Linked DNA regions of Mus musculus: region 1 is linked to region 2. The links are chromatin contacts, called in public Hi-C maps. All regions are on one chromosome and are shown on one strand. Each heading gives the region's core, a stretch centred on a gene start, on an enhancer-like site or on the middle of the called end of the contact. The rest is flanking DNA. Distances are from core to core; before and after follow the strand shown.

Region 1 (2,700 bases), core at 67-2,566, 130 kb after region 2:
CATTAAAGTGGGACCAGGAGATCATTAAGCAAGTGGCCTAGTGAACTGACTACTGAACTACACAAAAGAATATATGTGCCTCAAGTCTTTGTTAGTGCTGTAAGATGGTGAAACTCTAGAAACATCTGCTGTTTCCGTTCCGTTCCATTTCCTCCCCTCCCCCCTTTTTTTGTTAATAGAACACAGAAATCCTTTAAGCTGTAATGCTTTCTTTTAAATTAAGGATGACTTATTTTGCTCTCTACAGTGGATGGACATCGGAAACCTATTTTGCAACTCATTATTACAAATTGAAATATTGCAAATGGAAGAGGGCAGTCATTAAGAACACAAGCCTGTAGTGAACCTCGGTGTAAATCAAACATTATTTTTCATTTTATTATTTTACTGATGAAGGGTTTCCATATATTAGAGACGTTAGTTCCCTCTTGCAGTTCTCATAAAGCGAAACCCAGATTTTAAATGCAAACACTGCATAAAGATATCGCTCATACATAGTAACACAGTAAACACAATCATAAGATACTGATCTTCATTATTGTAATGATGATTTTCCCATTTTAATATTTATTGCTCCCCACCACCACCTTATCCAAAAAGGAGCTAAGGCAACTATTGAACACATCACAAGTGCCATCTAGTGCTTTCTTTGAAAATAACATTTTCCCACTTCAAAAGGGAGAAAGAACACTCAAGATGCTGAACGCCCCTAGTCCAGAGAGGGGTGGAACAGTTATTTCCTAAAAGTGGGTCTGTCTGTTTCCGGTCACAAAAGCTTTTGGGCAGAATGTAGAAATAGGAGTCAAGGAAGTAGAGTCAGTAGAGTCATTCGGCTCTCCGGGTACTGCTGGGGCATCCACAGGTGTAAACAGCTACATAGAGGACGTCGAAGGAAGGAGAACATGCAAGGCGTTTGATGAAGAACTCGGCACTGCTTTCAGAATTTCTTCCAGCTCACGACTTCCGTCACTATTTTGTGTAGTCCCACCCCCACGCTCCCATCCCCCACCCCTGACCCCCGCTCTTCATCTTTACTGTACTGGGACATCTCACCAGCACCACGAGGTGCCTACTGCAGACCCAGTGCTTCTGTGGAGGAAACACACATGAGCCTTAGTCTCTGCTATCGAGGGAACCAGGTAAGTCTTCACCCCAAACCTCAGACACATCCCCACCCTTCTGCAGGCGCCTCCGGGGTTGTTTTCTCCCGTCTGCTGTGGGTTCATTTTCCTCCTCCTCCCTGGAGAGTACCACAGCCTCACCCTTGGCTGAAAAGCTGCCTCCAGCTCTCCTTCCTTTGCCTAAAGAGTTCTCAGGGCTCATCAGACTGTGGTTAGGGATCTGAGCCTGGCTCCCAGGACCTTCCAACAATCACTCAAACTGTTCAGAACAAGTCTCTCACTGCCCCTACCCCTTCCAAGACCAAACCTCAAACCTCATACTAGAGAGCAAGCTATCGTTCCTATCTTAAATTGCAGGATTGCCTTCGGGTGGCTTTTAAATGTTGTTTGGGGTGGCACTTTGCTTTTGGTTTTCGGGGTTTGTTGTGTCTTTTGGCCATTTTCCTTTATAACATGTGTACCGTTTCCCAGATGTCTCTTCGCATCTGGTCACTCTGTCGCTAATTCCTCTCCTCCAGGAGTCCGTTCTCACCTCAGGCGTGCAGTTGCCACACTGAGTCAGACTGAAACTCCTTGCTTTGTGGTATGCTTAGCTGTCTCCTGGCTCTCGGCTCCTCCTTTCTAGGCCTTTTGTTTTGCTACAGAACACTTTCAAACGACTTCCCCAAACACGCATGTGTCTGAAGCCCCTTTCTGAGGACTTTCTGGCTTCCAAGCAGGCTACACAAGAGCTGGGGCCTTGTGGCCTTCTCACAAGGGGCTCTGGTAGAAGTCCTGCAGCCATTAGACTGATGTTTTTGGAAGCAGGGTGACTATTTCTATTTTACCCAATCAAATCCAAACTGTAGGCTTGGATTTTTCTCTAACCCTACTTTATTTAGGATTCTTGAACTCGTCAACGCTTCCTTCTAGCCCACCAACTAGAGGTTGGGGAGAAAGAAGGTTAGTAGGAAGCGGGGTTGTGGACCTGTTTAGAAGTAGTTCCTTGGGGGGGGGATTCCACCCTTCACTGTCAGGATATCAGCAGTCCAGTCCAATAGCAAACACCAAACACGAACTGCATCTCGATCCAGCAGAAACTGCAAGGCTCCGCTGAATTGGCATGAGTCAGCAGAGGCAGCCAGAAGCAGCTGGAATACCACAAGAAGTTCTTTGACGAGTTTCTCTCTACGCAGTGAAGATCAGAGAAGCCTCACGTGGCATCACAGTGTAAGAACAACCTCTCACTGTCTGTGGGGTTCCATTTAGACTCTTCCCAAACATCACACACTCTCTCAAGCATCTGCTCCAGCAAAACATCACATGCCCTCCCACGTGTCTGCTTCAGCAAAACATCCTCTCACAAGACAGTTTCCAGAAACACACACACACACACACACACACACACACACACACACACGACATAGTTGAGTTTCCAAAGAAACTAGAAATTTCCACTTCACCAAACACTCCATTTTCTGTTTCTAAAATTAAGCCCCACCCCTTGGCATTCTATCTTTAATGTTAATGAATGACATTTCAGAACCTGGCTCTGAAAATACAGAATCTCATTATTTTATTAAAGTCTAATGAGGAGGTG
Region 2 (2,700 bases), core at 146-2,645:
CCTAGGTCCCCTCGCCGTCAAATGGCCCTCGCAGGTTATTTGAATATCAGTGGCTGCTTCTGAAAAGGTTCAAGGATGCTCTCTGCCTTCTTTGTGATTACGCAGTGCGGCGTCTTATTCTGAAGAAAAAAAACTCAGGAATAATTAAAGGCTGGGATCAGGCCTGGGAACACATTTGGGACAGGAATCTCATTTAGACAGTCTCTTTCAAAATAAGGCACAGTTAAATTGACCAGAAGGCAATTATTGAAATGAAAATTATTTTCACTCTCTTTGTCTTCTGACCACCAACTTAACAGCCCCAGTTTAAAAGAGGGAGAAGGGAGAGAATGACGAAAGGAAAATTGGTAAATGAGACAATTTCTCAATTCGAAAAAAAATGTTAGTTTGGAAAAAGAAAGTACATATTTACAGAATAAAAATATTTCTAAAAGACTTCTCACACAATAGAAACTGCAAGGGGAGTCAGCAGCTATAAATTTCCCCCTCTTTTTTTGATTACTGGCCTTGGAAACTTGAGTGAAGATTTTGATTCTTTGGAAAGAATAAATTATTGGTATTAACAGTCAACAAAAACTGCTCTGAAGAGCCAAATAGCAAGGCAACGAGAAACAGCAGGAAGGTTCCCAGCGGGGAGTCTGCAGCGTGAGGTTCAGTGGCTTCTTCCTCTTTTCTCGGAGCTCTTCTTCCTCTAGTTTTCCTTCTCTTCGGTCATTTTCTCTCCCGGCTCATCCATTTCTGCCTGGGACGCCCCGCACCCCCAGCCCCAAAGCGTCTTCGAGTTTGGGTCTGGTCTTAAGGAGAAGCTGTGGCAGAGTACGCTCATCCTGGGGGTTTGAGGCAGAGGCTCTGAGGTCTATAGGGCGTCCCGTGCGTCTAGGGTCTGCAGGCTGGAGGTGCGGAGGTGAGTGCGAGCTGGGGGTTCCTGAGGAATGAGGGCGCCGGGACGTCGGTCCCAGGCAGCTTTGTTTCTTGTTGATAATAAAGGCAGATCAAAGGGCCTGGCTGTGCAGGTCTCGCTCCCGGAGGGGCTCCCTCCGCAGGCCAGTGATCAAGGCCTCTGCGCGCTGTCTCTGCCCCGCGGGTCAGCCAACGTCCATCACCGCGGCTCCGGTGAACCGCGGGCGGCAGCCCAGACCTCAGTGTCCAGTCAGACATCTTGGGCTCCAAGCTGAGCCAAGAGGGACCCGGTCCCGCGCTCTTGTCGGAAACCCACCAGGGGAAACATCCCTGCCCCACTTCCCACCAGCTCTAGGCATCCCGGGGAGACCTTGAGACTCAGTAGGTGGTGACCGACTGAAGACGAACAAATGGAAGAGAGCGTGCACGGGAGGCGAGGTCCATGAGCTAGGATACCAGCTGGGTCCCCAGGTGGGGTGCGGCTGCGCCTCCCCAGGGCCACCTCTGCATTCCCGCGGCTTGGGCCTAACTGGGTCCCGGGTAGAGTAGATGGGGAGGCCACGCTGCGAATGAAGACTGCCGCCTGGAAGTGGATTTTGTGAAGCCAGGGCTGAGACCAGGGTCCTGGAGTCCCGCCCCCGCCGGGGTGAGGGGAAATGCAATTTCGTTTCAGTGAGTTTCCAGGGATTTCTTGTTTCCAACTTCCACGCAGTAGATGAACCAAGACCAAGTTTGCTGGGCCTGCGCCTATCCCGGCTCAATTCACACCCTCCCCAGTATTTTTCTTTCTTGGCATAATTTACCCCCAGTCTTTGGAGGACCCACCGGGTCCTACCTGATGAAGAAAAAGGAGTAGATTTTTTTTTTTCCTTTCCTCAAGGACGTTTGAAAACATTTGGATGAGATTAGATTGTGCACCTGAACCGCGTGTCTGGACATTCCGTCAAATCGTCACCAGTCGTGTAAAATTGAATTTCTTTTTATTCACATGGAAACTTTATTTATTTTAACTCTAATCTTATTTGCATCTATTATCTGTATTCACCAAGGCTCTCTTCCACTACAAAAATGCAGATGAAGTAAATCTCACATAAATCCCGCCCATTTGTGTAATTGGTATACTAAGTGTTTATTTTAAGTGAGAATAATTTAGCTACAAATTTTCTTAAGGAATAACATTCTTAACACATTAAAAAAAACTGAAAACTCTGATTTGCTTTTATGTTTGACAGTAGCTCTTGATTCCCCCAAGAGGCGCACGGCGAGTGCGGCTCTCTGGCGCCATCTAGAGCTCCTGCATAGGAGTCCGCGCTGTCGGCCTGGTGCTTGGCTTTTAGCGCTTGGAGACCTGCTTCTGTCGAGAACTCTGGCAGCCAAGGAATCAGGCAAAGAAAAGCGAGGTTTAGTGTTTTAGCTGGGGACAAGCCCCGTTTTGAGGGGACATTGCCTAGCAATGGCTCCAAAGGAAGGGGATTATTTCTGAAACACACTTACTGAAAAATCCAAGCAAAACAGACTACCACCTCGCTTGGCCCTGGACCCAGCTTTCTTTCATTGTCTCATTTAGCATTCTTTCCTAGGCGATTTCAGGGTCTTCCAGCACTCCTAAATGAGAAAGCTGAGCGTTGTCGGTAGCGGCAGCGACGTGCACCCTGGGTAGAGATCCCGCGGTGGGCACAGCTTGCCTCGCACACTTCACCCAGCGTCCTAGGGTCCAGGGCTGCGGGACCATCGGGTCTGCCTGGACTACCCAGGACGGGCGTGAACGCAGTTTACCACCAGGTCACCAAGACCTCCTCA

Evidence for each region. A called contact is a pair of places that touch in the nucleus more often than the background predicts.
Region 1: a Hi-C map of the CH12 cell line shows a contact between it and region 2, with 2.5 times the contacts expected there. The contact joins two enhancer-like sites. A contact is called at or near these places in 6 of 39 promoter capture datasets (HPC-7-derived erythroid cells, fetal liver, hematopoietic stem and progenitor cells and 3 more), 2 of 15 datasets of contacts at CTCF or cohesin (large pre-B cells and pro-B cells), 63 of 484 Hi-C or Micro-C datasets (the 3T3-L1 cell line, 3T3-L1-derived adipocytes, B cells and 37 more), 5 of 115 datasets of contacts at active chromatin or transcription factors (bone marrow-derived dendritic cells, effector CD8 T cells, epiblast stem cells and 2 more) and 2 of 9 other capture datasets (embryonic stem cells and liver).

Annotation. Positions count from the first base shown.
Region 1 is chr2:73,402,950-73,405,649 of GRCm38.p6, forward strand. All of the region lies in intron 2 of Gm13707 (a long non-coding RNA gene), which reads left to right. Among named protein-coding and RNA genes, the nearest start is that of Gm13707, 17 kb to the left of the region's middle. Within about 2 kb of position 1,317, at least 17 of the 459 cell types and tissues checked have an H3K27ac peak or open chromatin away from gene starts, as enhancers often do. A contact at or near this core is called in the CH12 cell line, where this site is marked.
Region 2 is chr2:73,276,471-73,279,170 of GRCm38.p6, forward strand. No RefSeq gene overlaps it. Among named protein-coding and RNA genes, the nearest start is that of Sp9, 5.9 kb to the left of the region's middle. Within about 2 kb of position 1,396, at least 31 of the 459 cell types and tissues checked have an H3K27ac peak or open chromatin away from gene starts, as enhancers often do. A contact at or near this core is called in the CH12 cell line, where this site is marked.